Linked DNA regions of Mus musculus: regions 2 and 3 are each linked to region 1. A link is a contact called in public HiCAR-type and promoter capture Hi-C data. All regions are on one chromosome and are shown on one strand. Each heading gives the region's core, a stretch centred on a gene start, on an enhancer-like site or on the middle of the called end of the contact. The rest is flanking DNA. Distances are from core to core; before and after follow the strand shown.

Region 1 (4,807 bases), core at 1,154-3,653:
CAGGTCCAGTATAGTACCACAATAAAACATGACTGTTTTCTCAAGTTCTTAGAATGCCCAGGCTTGGGAAGTGAGTCAGAGCCGGTTGTGAGGGTGCTCTGCCAGAGCTCAGGTTTGACAAGGGACAGTGGGCAATGCCACCAGTTAAGCTGAGCAGCCTTCTTCCACGGGTCTGATACTCTACTATCCCAGCAATGATCCAATGTAATTTTTGTTCTCAGAGACTCCATTTCCACAGAAGAGGCCAAATGGATTTAAAATCCAGATTCCAGTTCTCACCTGAGGCAGATCCAAGATAAGCAGAAAAGAAACCGGAGTTCCTCTTCAATCCCCTAGAATCTCTCATGTTTGCACATAGGCTAAATATTTCAGAAATAATTTTGGACAGGGATTCCAAAATGATAAGCCATTAATATTGGTTTTCTAACTGACCCAGGATGTTAATTCTGAAATAAAACCTTTATTGCTTAAGCTTGCAGCTCTAGTGGTCAAAAGCCCCTTCCTGTAGTGGGAGTGTCTTATTATCTTGCCTTAGCAGGGTTCTGTGTGAGGATGCTATTTTTCCAACCTCCGGTGTATCAAAGCATTCTCTATCTCTGGGAAAACAGCCCTACTACCTGAGGAAACATTTATACAGAGTATCTCCTTACTAAAATCCTAGTATTACTCCAACCCTGCTTTCTGGGGAGGAAGGCGGGCCTAGTGCCCTATGGTGACTAACGTTGCCATTGGTTCCTTTAAGATAATGGGAGGGAGAACACTGGGGACCCCCTCACTTTTTCGACCCAGCTTCCGGTTGTTTGTGAGCCTGATGCTCTGCACCTCGATGCTGCGCTAACGTGAGTGAGGCGGTGTGGGAGACCTAGATCTGAGCACACCGGAGGTGACGGGCCTGGCATCACGTAGGCTCCCACGCCGGGCGGGGCGGTGCCCTAAGCAGCTCCCCAACCTGCGGCACTGGCGCCAGCCCCGCCCCGCTCAAGGGCGAAGGGAAGGTCATCCGTGGGGTGGGCGGAAGGCAAGGACTCCAACCCTAAACCTCCCGGATTGAGCTGGCTTAGAACGAGGGAAAATATAACATGGCATTTGGATGCATCCAGGGTAGAGGAAAGAACTGAAAAGCAAAAGCAAAACCTGGCTCAGGAACTGTCTGCAGCCGGCACAGACCTCAAGACTTGGAGGGCACATACTCTATGAAAATGTAGGTCTTGCTTCTAGCGCGTGTCCTCATCAAGAAATTAGCATGAACTCGGAAAGCCCACTGTTTGGGAACCCCAGCGCCCCCACGTGTACCCAGGATTAGAGGCTGGGGCACGGTACAGTCACCCCATTGCTCTTACATTTTAAGTATTCTCAGTTTATCAAATCCAAGCGTACAGAAATCGAGTCCCTTCAGCTCTGAAATCAATCCCGTCATTGGGAGAAAAGGGAAGCCCGGAGCTGGTAAGTGAGGGCTGATGACGTCCCGGAGTCCCTGCTTCCTGGTCTTTCCCGTCCTGGGGAGGCTGGCCCCGGAGGGCCTAGTGACCCATTTTAGTTTTCACTTTTGTCACAAGCAGGAAGAGACATTGCCTGGCAGTCAATGCCACACCCTGAGAGACCCCTGCACGCCCCCCCCCCCCCAGCTGCGCATCCCGCAATGCAGCAGCAGAGAAGGCTGCTAGCACCGCTTGGGAGGCAGGACTGGGATGGAGGCGCTGTGGGTACCCCGCTGTTTTTCCTACGAGTCCCAGGGATTAGGGTGGGGCGGTGCTGTGGCATCCTTATCGTCGCCCTGTACCTAATTCCAGGAAAGAACGCCTGGCTCATATGACCCAGACAGTAGACGACCCCATTGGCTAGCTCAATTAATAAATTTGGGGATGGAAAACTGGTTCATCTTGGGAATGAAGAATCCTACACAAATATCCTTTATCTTCTGCCCCTCACCACGTAATGGAACTCTATGGTCGCTCCTCAGGCACCCTAGTTGTTCCTAGATTAGGGTTTTCCCTACTCCTGAGCCACCGGTTCTCCTCGGCTCTCATAGGTAATTTTCACCAAGCCCTTTCCTCATCCTTTCTCCCAGATCCAGGTCACCCAACGTTTCTCCCCAGCTCTCCCTCTGTTCCCAACCCGATTACCCTCCTCTGCAGCCCTCTCCAGCCGCCCTCGCCCCCTGCCCGGCCCTTGGAGACCAGCGAGAGAGCTGGTAGGCACGCACCTTGGGCATCCCCGCCGCTGGTCAGGACACCGATAGCTTTGCCATCCCCAGAGAGGTGCTCCAGGTACTTCGGATAGGCGCTGGAGCTCGAAGAATCCAAGTCACTCATGATGAGGAGGTAGAGACGCCAGACACTCCCGTACTCAGCAAGCACTGAAGCCCTGGCCCACGCGCGCCAGCCTTGGAACCGCTGCCCCGCCTGCACCCGCAGGAGCCGCCCACGCCCCGCCCGAGCGCCAATGGGCTGTGGCGATGGGCGGGACTCACGCAAGGGCGGGGCCTGTTGTGTCAAAGACTCCAGCACTCTGCAGGGGTGGACAGGATAGTATGGACACGCGTTCTGTTAGGGATGCATCGCTGTGGTCCCTGAGAGGTGGAGTCGGGTTGGGGTGCCTTCTCAAGCGGGGGATGGAGGGATTATAGCCGGGTAGGAAACCCATAAGTGGCATAAGTGAATGGCAGCGCAGCTGCAGGGATGATCCCACAAGTGGGCGCGGAGCCTGTCAGCCCACCACGTGGGCGCAGAGGCTCGTGGGGCGCCCATTACCCCACCTGCTCTAGCTGTTAGGGTGGCGGTTGAGGGAGCCCAGAGGTCTGTGCAGTAGAGCAGAGGCACGCGCCTCACTTCCGGCAGGGCTCTTTCCTGGCCTGACAGTCAGAACAGTAGGGCGCTTCAGCATTTCTGTTCAATGTCCAGGATCCATAGGATCCTCCAGGTTTCACTTCTCCTTCGAAATTGAGGAAAGATGTGTGAGTAGATCAAGTTGTGTCACTGACTGTAGAGAAAGGATTGGAAGTAGAATGTCGGGGAAAGCCATTCGTAGACACACCCTCAGGAAGCAGGCCTGAGTTCTGGATAATCCAAAAGAAATCGGAACAAAAAAGGCTTGGTAGATTCCAGTCTCCACCTAATGGAAGCCCTGCTCTTGATTTGTTAGTCAGAACCCGGAAGGTTCTATTAGAAACAACAATAAAATAAAATAAAATAAAATAAAATAAAATAAAAGTATCCAATCTGTGGTTGATTTTGTTTATTTTGAAGATGCACCTCCTGGGGATCCCTGAGTTGTCCTGGAGCTTAATCTCTAAAAGCACGCAGACCCCTTCAGCAGTCATCCCAAGAATAAGACCTCAAAAGCAAGCAAACTGGATAGCTCACAGAAGGGGTGGCAGCACTGAGCCTCCTTCCTGTGCAAATTATACGTGTTGAATACATAGAAATATAGGAAACAAAGTAACAACCTAGGCAAAGACAATACAGTCTTACTACTATTAGGACAACCCTAGAAAAAAGATGGAGGCGCACAGACTTGTATCTTCCAACTTACCCTTTAAGCTTCAAACATTTAGGGGGGGGGGGGAGATCCAATCTACTGTAGACAAGGATGCATGAGATCTGATCTCTGCCTTCTTGAATCAGTTGAGCAATTCCTGAACTCCCATGATCAACAGAAGTTGGCTGCCTTCAGGTCCCTCCCAACCCCCACCTTCCAACTTCTGGGAAAACAGCCAGGAAATATATATATTTTTAACAGGTTCTCTAGATTTTTATGATGAGCACTAAACTGGAGAACATCTGATCTAATAGCTTGATAATGGATTTTCCCTGAGCATCATTCTAAAAGGGAAGAGAAGAGTATCACTGGGTGCCTTGAAATTGTCTTGAGATGCTCTTAGCCAAAAGCACTGGAAGGAGGGGTGTCAGACTCAATGGACCACTGCCCACAGAGGTTTCTGTAGCTCAAGGCCCAAGGTGAAGATCTGGAATTTTAAATCATGCCTTTCTGAGGCAGAGAACACTCGAAATAGGAAGAAGCACAGTGAGTTTCCTCTGAGCCAAATGTCCTATAGGGTTGGGTTTTGTGCCACAGACAACAGCATTCCACAGGTAGTGTGGTTCTTTATGAATTATTAGAGATACTCCAAACATTTAGCATTACTTATTGTTTTCCTTCTTTCTTCTTTTTCCCTTTTCTTTTATTGTTTATTTTTATTTTGGGGGTTTTGCTTTGTTATTTGATTTTGTTTGTTTGTTTGTTTGTTTTCTTCTGGCCTTTTTATACTGTTTTCTATTGTTCCACTCCTGTTTCCACGATGCTCTATCCTATTTTTTTTTTTTTTTCAGCGCTGGCTGTCCTGGAACTCACTTTGTAGACCAGGCTGGCCTCGAACTCAGAAATCCGCCTGCCTCTGCCTCCCGAGTGCTGGGACTAAAGGCGAGCGCCACCACGCCTGACTTCTATCCTCTCTCTTGGGAATCCCTTTGGGTTAAAAGAATTAATGTAAGATGAATGAAGACAAGAAGGGCAGGACTGGGTAGAATACCAGTGCTGCCTCCTCTCCACCACCATCCTTCCTTCCTCTCACTTGAGCTACCCTGTGTGCCCCCGCTCAGACACACCAAACATGGGTAGTTTAAAAGGCCCTCGTTGCTAAGGAGATCCCCCTTGCCTCTCAGTGTTGCCCCTACCACCAGTTGGACCAGACTTCCTAGGAACCAGACTTTGCCTCTACCCAGACTAGCCTGGTTCCTTCTCTTCCAACTATCTGGTGGGCTTGGGACTCCTCTGTAGCTGAAGCCATACAAGCCCCCTCCCTGGCATC
Region 2 (4,807 bases), core at 1,301-3,800, 2.0 Mb after region 1:
TGAGTTTAAAGATTCTAATTAAACCCACACGCAAAATCTTCTCAAGCAGACCAGAAAGCATCAGCTTGACAGAACCAGAAATATTACAGCTTTCCAATGCGGCTTCTATGAGCTGTGTTTTCTTTATAAAATTCCATTCCACATTGATTACTACAGCAATAGCTACTGTTAATGTGTGTGAAGAGTTTTGCGGAGATCCAAAATCTTGAATGATTGCAAATGTGCTCTGTCAACAGGTGGACAGGCATATACTGCTGCGTATAATCCGCATCCCTTGAGTACTGGAGATACAAGGCCCAGCGCTCTTATCTCAGGTTTGGCTGAAATCTCCAATTAGCGAAAAAGAAAAGGATAAGAAACTGGAAGGCTTTTCTGACATTTTAATCAAACAGCCCACAGGCTGTAGCTCAAATTCAAACATCAGGATTCTAATTCTAATGCTGCCCAGTTCCTGTGAGCTTCCTTCTATGTGGGTCTCCTCACTGGCACAGAAGGGAGGGACAAATAACATCACCCTGGTGCCTGGGTTTTGGGGAGTCAGGCATTTTCAGATATTGTCTTTCTCTCTTACTGGGAGGAGTGCCTGCCCTTCCTGTGCTACTGATTAGAAACGATGTTTGAACTTGTACTTCCTTTGGCCTTCTACTCCGCTGCAGATGCCACTGAGCTGGACAGTGGCCAGGTAAATTCACAAAGTAGGTAGAAAAAGACAGAGGGCAGAAACTGTCAGGGATGGCAGGGAAAGAAAGGCAGCTCACAGTACTAGGAAACCTCTATCAAACATACAGGAATGTCTGTCCTTCTGTCCGTGGGCTGACTGCAGTCCAGAAAAGCTATGAATAAGGTACAAAACACAATTGTAAATACTCTTAAAGTAGTCTGAGAATTTTTTGTATCTTGTGTACATGCATGTTTGCATGTTCTTATGTGTGTGTGTGTATGGGGGGGGGGTACTTATGCACATGTATGCACGTGGTGACCAGAGGTTGATGCCACGTGTTTCCTTAGATCACTTTCCGCCTTATAAATTGATTCAAAGTATCTCTCTTGAACCCAGAACTTCGGCTAATCTCGCTAGCCAGCCAGTTACTACCTCTCAGGCATGGAATACATGCTAGCCACCATCTGCAAGTGACATTTGTGTGGGTGCTGAGGATCTGAGGTCCAGTCTTCATGATTGCTTAGCGAACCATCTCCCCAGCTCTGTGGAATATTGTGTTCATTTGTAGCTTGTATAGTTATACAGTTGCAGATAAACATTGTAGATGACTACATTGTGCCATAATGTCATTAAAAAAAAATGTGTGCTCTTAGAACCCTCATCCACATGGAGGACACCCCTAATTCTCATAGCACTGACTACTCATAGAGCTATGATCTTCCTCTTACTTTATGCAGATTTTTGATTTTCAAAACATTGTTTCCTTTGTTTTTTGTTTGTTTGTTTGTTTGTTTAGAGTCTTTATTCGAGCTAATAGCATAGAATTGGAAACCGCTAACACCACCAAATTGAGATATCTCAATGCCATGAAGCTGAAATTTAACAATGTTCACAGATATCAGTCTATTATATTTCAATTATAATCCATCCCATCATGCATATGAAAGACTTTTTCTAGTCCATGGGTCAAGAGTGTCTCTTGTAACTAACAACCCACCTACCACAGGGAGACTAGAGATCATGGGACATTGGGCTTTGCTTCTGACATGGGGCCCAGTGACAGGAATGGGTGGTGACCAAACAAGTCTTTCCTCAAAAGGCTAAACCCTGTGAGTGTCCTCCTTCCTGATCAAACCGTGTAGGGTGAAGCCTCGCTGTGGACCCCAGTGCGAGGAAACAGGAAGCTGGACTTTGAGGACCATCTGTGTTTCTTTCTTTTCTAGTTGCTATGACGAAACACCCCAAAAGCAGCCTTTAAAAGAGAGGGTCTATTTCATCTCACAGACTGACAGCATAGTCCATCAGAGTAGGGAGGGTGTGGTAGTTAGAGAAGCTCTGAATATTGCAGGAACTTTGAAGCAGCTGGGCACACTGAATCCACAACCTGGAAGCTGAGAGAGATGGATGCCGGACCTCAGCTCACTTTCTCTTTTCCTTTTCCTTCAGTCTGAGACCCCACTACAGGGAATGGTACCACTCCTATTCTCGGTGGGCTTTATATCTTCAGTTAAACCCCTCTAGAGATACCCTAGCACACACTTCCAGAGGTGTGTCTCCTGGGCAATCCCAAGTCAAGTGAAGTTGACAAGGAAGATTAGTTAGCACACTGCCTTTCCAGTGTTCTCACCAGCGGTGTCTGCCTGCAGGTCGTGAACTTCCTGCTCTCTCCTGATCAGCAGCTGCTACTGTTTGAATGTGAAATCTTCTCATGAGTTTTAACAGTTGGTCCCTGGATGGCAGTACTATTATGGGAAGTAAGACCTTTTGGACATGGGACCTAGCTAGAGGATGTGGGGTCAGAGGAACAAGGTTTCTGGATTATAGCCTAGCCTGGTTCCAGCCTGAGTTTTCTGTTTCCTGATCTATTGAGAAGTGAGCAAATTATGATGGAACAAGAGGTACTTCCTCACAAACACCAACCTCCCCAACCCAAGCTTCCTTTCCTAAACTGCTCGGTCAGTATTTAGTGATGAAAAAAGTACAGAACAGCTTTCTAAATTCATGCTTGTTTACACAGATCCCCTATCTCTCAGAATTCTTCAGGATCAGAGGGAAATACTTCCATAGGGAAACTTCACCTGATTGGAAGCCCTAAGTCAATTCAGGTGGCCTGGGAAGAAGCATATGGATCCAGATGCCCTCGAGTGACTCCTGTCTGTGTCGAGAAGTTGGGTGCCATTTGTTCCCTTAAACTACTAGAGTGAAAGTAGTCATAGACATGAAACTTGTATGCAGAATTGGAATGTTTTGGTGGTATCTGCATAAGTAATTGCATTCAAAAGTAAGGTATTGCATTCAAAGCTTGTGGGCTCATTTTGCCTAAGAACATAAGGGGGACTCTCTCTGTCTCCTGTCTCTGTCTCTGTCTCTGTCTGTGTCCTCTCTCTCTCTCTTTCTCTCTCTCTCTCTCTCTCTCTCTCTCTCTCTCTCTCTCTCTCTTCAGGGAATCTGAATTTGTATGGATCATGGATTCACAACTTAGGGTCTGTGTGTGCTCTTAGCAAGGAATCTTATTTTTCTAAGCCTCCACTTCATCTTCTGCAAAACAGGTTAATATCTGCAGTAGCCTCTAAGTCCTAACATAGACTGTGTATGCTGGTTACCGGGAACAGCGCCTGTTACACAATGAACCCTGGAGATATGCTAGCTGCTGCTTATCACACAATGTTTACTACTTCCTCTTTGTATCAGAGATTCGTGTGTGTGTGTGGGGGGGGGGGAGAGCAAAACCTTGTCTTTTCTGTTTCTGTATTTCATTAGTACTTTGCTCAATTAGTTTTGATTGATTCTTTCCCTCTGGGGACAAGTATGGAGATGAACAAAAAGCAAAGATACTTGGGAAGTAATATTATCACCATGGCTTCTTTTCAGTCCACCCTGGAGACAGCACAGCTTGCCCATAAGAATAACTCTGATGGATACCTGTCAGTTCCTCCCTAGTCTGCATTTGAGTCAGGGTGCACACCTGCAAACTTCACAGTTTGCGCACAATTTGATTGGGACAGATCATGTGAGTCCACCGGATGTTGTGAACACAAAGACCATTTAAATAAAGTTCTTATCCTGGGAGCACAAGTTTAATAAGGACAGTGTACATGTGACCAGTCACAAAATAGCGGCATGAGTCATGGAGCCAGAGGAAGGAGCACTGACGTCAGAAAGCAGGGCAGGGAGGGAACAAGGAGCTAACAACACTGGACGGCGTAACTCCAAGTAAAAGTTACTAATGTTTGAATGTAATGTGGCTAGAGATACTGGCTTCCAATTTTTATAAAATAATTCTTTTAAGTGTAATAAAGTGCTATAAAAATAAATTTAATTAACGATCATTTCCTTGCCCCCCAAAATTACAATGTTTTTACAAAAAAAAAAAAAAATGACTCAATGGAATGGTTGATAGGTATGTTACTGCTTAGTTTGGCTGTGTCCGTGGGTGTAGAGTAAAGGTCAGATTGTAGCCTGGAATTCCTCATGATTCAACCCACCATTCAAGTTCTTTTAAAGTAAATGGCACCATGAATATGGAAAATGACTCACAAGGGTAACTGTAGTCAGTCAGAGAGCTAACCCAGCCCGAAGGAGGGAGGCTGCAAGTAAGCAGTCTGACCTAGAAGACATAGTTCAGAAAAGGTCAGTTTCCTGTCAGCAAAATCTGGTTGGCATCCACAATAGTGTCTGGGTTTAGTGGTTGTTTATGGGATGGATCCCCCCAGGTGGGACAGTCTCTGGATGGTCATTCCTTTAGTCACTGCTCTAAACTTTGTCTCTGTAACTCCTTCCATGAGTATTTTGTTCTAAGAAGGATCAAAGTATCCACACTTTGGTCTTCCTTCTTCTTGAGTTTCATGTGTTTTGCAAATTGTATCTGTGAGGCTCTGCCAGTGCCTGGCAAATACAAGTGGATGCTCACAGTCATCCATTGGACAGAGCACAGGGTCCCCAATGAAGGAGCTAGGGAAAGTACCCAAGGAGCTGAAGGAGTTTGCAGGCCCCTAGGAGGAACAACAATATGAAGTAACCACTATCTCCAGAGATCCCTGGGACTAAACCACCAACCAAAGAAAACAAATAGTGGGACTCTTGTCTCTAGCTGCATATGTAACAGAGGACAACCTAGTCGGTCATCAATGGGAGGAGAAGCCCTTG
Region 3 (4,807 bases), core at 1,381-3,880, 2.0 Mb before region 1:
CCTGGGTATTTTTCAAAGCTTCTCCAACTCTCTCCCAGGTTCTCTTAACTAAAGTTTTTTCTTCTCTGAACCATGGGCAGCAAGAATCTATCTTATCTGAAAATTTTCTAACAATTGTTCTTCAAACCCTACTCTTCTCGCCTGAAGTAGCTCTTGAAGGCTGCAGACAATTGCCTGTTTGGAGTTTTCTAGTCCCATATTTCACTGACAAACCCTAAGTGGAATCAGCGCCAGGTCAGCACTGTTCCAACTTAGCCCGAATCCTATCGCACCTCCAGCAATACTTTAAAAAATGAAGTTTAAAGCCAGCACTAGCATAAATACCTGTTGCTCATTGTATCCGATACGATCTTCTTGTTCTTCCCTTCTCGTGTAGCTCCACATAAGACAGAGGTCCCTCAATTTACCCTGCCATTTTCAGGTCCGTGTTCATGGCGCCAATCTGTAGTAAGAGGCCGGCCAGCAGCCTACATGAACTGGGTATTTCTGGAAGGCGGGCTGGGGATGAAAGTGACTAGAAGGCGAGAAAAGAATGAGGCCAAGACAAATTTTTCTCTAATCAAGGCCGGAGAGTTTACTAAGAGACTGTGCTTATAAAGGGGGGATGCCCATCCCCCGCCAACCCATTCTTGGTGCCTGGAGCCAGCTTCTTGGTGCAGGATAGGATGTGTCTCCAGAATGTCTCAAGGGTCTCTCAGCAGGTAGCAGAGTCTAGGAGAAGAGCAGCGGTAGTTGACATAACAATATAGCCATCTAAGTCAGAAGGCTGCACCCCAGGTGATCTCATATTCAGTGAAAGCAAAGTCTGAATCAGCCTGCTTCAAGGCTGAGGGAGGCCACAGACCAGTAGCTTTAAAGGCTCATCCCATCTCCTCAAAGGCAATCCGATAATATTGTTATGGAAGTTCACCAGGGAGAGAAGGGGAATACTCTGCCAGGTCTCAGTAAAGGCCTTACCCTTTGACCCAGCTGTCTCAATTTGTTAATCTACAATACCCTCCAGTTGCGGTTGAGTATCCAACACCCCAGTGTGCAATCTCCATGGGTCAGAATTTTCCAGAGGAAAAGGATACAGTCATGATACTCTAAGAAAACTAATAACTTTTCTTTGTTTTTTGAGCAGGGTTTTTGTGGGTAGTTCTGGCTGTCCTGGAACTTGCTCTATAGACTAAAAGTGATGGTCTTAAAGTGATCTGCCTGCTTCTGCCTCCCAAGTGCTGTGATTAAAAGTGAACACGGTCACCACCTGGCTACTAATGACTTCCTATTTACGTGTTTTTCCACCCTCTGGTAATAGAGCTGCTTCCACACCCAGTCTTCTACTTGCAGTACTCAGGGCTCTGAGTCTGTCTTTAACTTGGAATATTTCAAAAATTTCTTATAAAAAGACTCACACCACATTCAGCTTACTCTGTCCTGTTACATTAGTTTCCCATGACCCTCTTTTTTTCTTGATTTCCATATTTGTTAGTGTCTCCCCTTTGGTGTTACTCCTGATCTTCTTCCCTTGAATGTGTAATTTCCTTTGCCCATCAAGAGGTTTCTACAGTACCTGGTTGGATGTACATCCAGTATGTTTTTACGAGGATTATCACATTAATTTACTTAGAAATGTTATGCAGCTGCCTTCTGCATGTATAGCATCTGAAATGCATTACTCAATGGAGAAGAAACTTATATCTATGAGTTTATCGTTCTTGTATAAGTAATAGAAAACTGAAGAAAAGTATGTCTTAAAAGCTTGAGGCTGAAAAACATTAAGTACATGAAATTTGAGAAGCTCATGTTTTCTTGAATAGCAATTGGTATTTATCTTTGCAGTGAGTTCTTTCCTTGCTCTGGGATAAAATGCTATGGAGAGTGTTATGTCTTAGTATAACACTATGCAGAGGGCAGAATGAGTAATACATAGCCATCATGTTTGATGCATAGAATTAGCCCAGATGCAGTATTTTTATTCTGAGATGTTCTGGCATTCTTAGAAATAGGTACTAGAAGTATAAACAAGGCATTTCTTTGTAAATTAGAGCATTTTAAAGTTAAGTTTGACTGGGGAAATTTAGTGATTAAAAGGTAGTTACAGGCTCTTAGTAAATTTGGCCATATTTACTGTACAGGAGAAATTATGTGTTAAGTCCACTTATTGAACAGAAGACTGTGGTAAATGTTAAGCTTGTCCAACAGCAGCTGACAATTAGTCTTTTCTTAAGAGACATACTTGACAAATAAATATGACTTTGGGAGAAAACAGAATGCTTTATATATTTATTAAAATAATTTCTTTTATTTTTTTTTAGATTACAATATATTTGTAAAAATTTCCCTGATAGACAAGCTGGCACTAAAGGTGATTCTTTGAAATGTAAGCAGAATTCCACATTATCAATTAACTTGGAGCAAGAAGGGTGATAACATCAGATTTATGCAAGTTTCCAGAAAGGCTATCCCCAGACCTTCCTCCTGCCTTCCCTGGCTCTCACTGAAGAATACAGTTCAGCAAGGACTAATTTGTGGGATGGGCAGGTTTCCAGAGGGGATTCTGGTCTTACTGGAAGGCTAAGGGCCAAAACTTATCCCAGAGACACAATTACTTGGTACTAATATTCAAGGATTCTTTCTTTGAAACCACTGGTATGTCTTGGGAAGGGCTCTGTCAGTGTTTCTCCACAGTGTCTAGTCTGGAAACATTTGTCAACTATGTGTTTGAAGAACAGCTTAAAAATAAGCAAGAGGGACAGGAAAGATAGGGAGAGATAGCTCAATGGGCAAGAATATTTTCTATAAAAGCATGCGTACATGAATTCAAGCCCCAGGAGTCATAAAAATTGAGGCACCTTGTTGGGAACAAAATAAGGGGGGAGGGGGCGCGCTGGGAAGGCCCTGGGGAAGAAGAGGAAGGAAAATGAGCCAAACATCTGGCCAGAGTTCCTGTGCAGGCAGAAGCAGGCAGAGCTCCTGGCGCTTTCCACTCAGCCCCAGGTGAACATGCCTGACCCACGAAGTTGGGTGGTGGTGGTGGTGGTGGTGGTGGTGGTGGTGGTGGTGGAGGTGGAAAAGGGGCAGCCCCTGACCGACGGGGACCCAGGAGCTACCTTGCTAAAGAAAGCCCCGGGGTTGTAGGAGAGAGGGATGAGGGAAGGAGTTCCCAACACTGGCAAGAGGGTGCAAAGCAGATCTAGATGGAGCAGAGACTCTCTATGGTTTAAGATCTTTATTATAGAAAGGCAGGAGGGAAGTGAGAAGGGAGAGGGGGAGAGGCTATCCAGAAAGAGAGAGAAAGAGAGAGGAGGGAGGAGAGAAGAAGACAAAGAGAAAGGAGAAGGGATAGAAGACAAAGAGAAGGGAGAGAGAGGGTGAGAGAAGTGAGAGGTAAAGGAACAAAGGAGTAAGAGTAAGAGATGGGGGCTGAACAGCCCTTTTTATGGTCTTCACTGTTGCTAGGTAACTGGGGAGGAGTTTAGCCTGAAGGTCAGAAGCTTGGGCCGCTGCTTACGTGACTACTGACCATGCTTCTCTTGCAGGGAGCTGTGGAAAGTGGTACCTTAGGCAGGGGCCAGAGTTCCAGGAGCATGAGGGAACGCCTACTGTGTTAAGTAGGTGAATTATGACCAATGGGGTTCAGACCTCAGCTCAACTGGAGACCAGCCTGCAATTCTCCACAGCACCTGGCATATTCTAGTTTCTATGTACAAATGCATACTAATACACACCCATGTGCACACAACCCACCCTTACATGAAAGATTTTTTTTTAAAGTAGGTGTTGGCTAGTTTTATGTTAACTTGACACAAGCTTAAGTCATCTGGGAAGAGGAAACATGTATTAAAAAACTGTCTCTTTAAGATCAGGTTGGATGCAAGCCTGTAGAACATTGCATCTTAATTAGTGATCAATGAGGTAGGGCCCAGCCAATTATGAGATGAACCAACCCAGGGTCTGATGGGTCTGCATGCTATAAGAACTCAGGCTGAGCAAGCCATGTGAAGCAAGCCAGTAAGCATCACTCCTCCAAGGCCTCTGCATCAGCTTCTGCCTCTGGTTCCTGCCCTGTTTGAGTTCCTGTCCTGGCTTCCTTCGCTGGTGAACAGATGATATGGAAGACTACGCTGAATAAACCCTTTTCTTCCCACGCTGCTTTGGTCATGATGTTTCTTCATAAAAGCGATAACTCTGACTAATGCAACTCAGGAATAAAATTAATTCAAACAGTACCTTAGTTATGGATGAGTCAGAGTCAAATCTATCTTACCCTCTGTACCTTTTTTCTTGAACTTTCCTGGACAAAGGCATCATTTGCAAAAAGCAAGAAAAAGTATTTTAAAACATTAAATTCAACTAAATATAATTATATAATTTCCCCACCTTCCTTCTGTTTACACCTGCCAATCCCCCTCCTTCTCAAATTCATGACCCCTTTTAACTACTTTTGTTTTACACATATTCACACACACACACACACACACACACACACACACACAGAGGTTTATTTAGTGATGTTTGCCTGTAAATATTTTTAGGACTGAGGGTCAGTCATTATTGTTGACGTCCTATGAATCTTAGATATAGGAGTAGGAGGGTTTCAGCTGAAAACTACAAAAACAATCTACTTTAGTGGACACGAGTAATGAGAACTTCATGGTCAAAAGGTTTTATTTCCTGATTCCTGCAGATGGCGCTAAATCCTTAGCTATTTTCACAATTCCCGGGACAGGGACTGCCTGCTCATAGCCCTAGTGTTTTCTGATAAAGGTTCCTAATTGTTTTAACAGTAAGTAGTGCTACACTGTGCAAGATTTAATCCTAAAGA

The links. Promoter capture Hi-C pulls out the DNA fragments that hold promoters and counts their contacts. HiCAR-type assays count read pairs that join an accessible place to other places.
Region 2: a promoter capture Hi-C map of the 3T3-L1 cell line shows a contact between it and region 1, with 2.8 times the contacts expected there. The contact joins the enhancer-like site here to the promoter of Pfkp in region 1. A contact is called at or near these places in 5 of 39 promoter capture datasets (the 3T3-L1 cell line, cranial neural crest, hippocampal neurons and 1 more) and 1 of 115 datasets of contacts at active chromatin or transcription factors (embryonic stem cells).
Region 3: a HiCAR-type map of astrocytes shows a contact between it and region 1, with 11 times the contacts expected there. The contact joins the enhancer-like site here to the promoter of Pfkp in region 1. A contact is called at or near these places in 6 of 39 promoter capture datasets (the 3T3-L1 cell line, cranial neural crest, hippocampal neurons and 2 more) and 2 of 115 datasets of contacts at active chromatin or transcription factors (astrocytes and embryonic forebrain).

The regions. Positions count from the first base shown.
Region 1 is chr13:6,646,368-6,651,174 of GRCm38.p6, forward strand. It overlaps Pfkp (phosphofructokinase, platelet), which reads right to left and starts at 2,404. Exons shown (of 22, transcript NM_019703.4): 1 at 2,204-2,404. The coding sequence starts at 2,312. It overlaps Gm35730 (a long non-coding RNA gene), which reads left to right. Exons shown (of 3, transcript XR_382032.3): 3 at 222-471.
Region 2 is chr13:8,641,696-8,646,502 of GRCm38.p6, forward strand. The region is part of intron 3 of Adarb2 (adenosine deaminase, RNA-specific, B2); the gene reads left to right. Among named protein-coding and RNA genes, the nearest start is that of Wdr37, 230 kb to the right of the region's middle. Within about 2 kb of position 2,551, at least 42 of the 459 cell types and tissues checked have an H3K27ac peak or open chromatin away from gene starts, as enhancers often do. A contact at or near this core is called in liver, where this site is marked.
Region 3 is chr13:4,657,846-4,662,652 of GRCm38.p6, forward strand. No RefSeq gene overlaps it. Among named protein-coding and RNA genes, the nearest start is that of Akr1e1, 51 kb to the left of the region's middle. Within about 2 kb of position 2,631, at least 5 of the 459 cell types and tissues checked have an H3K27ac peak or open chromatin away from gene starts, as enhancers often do.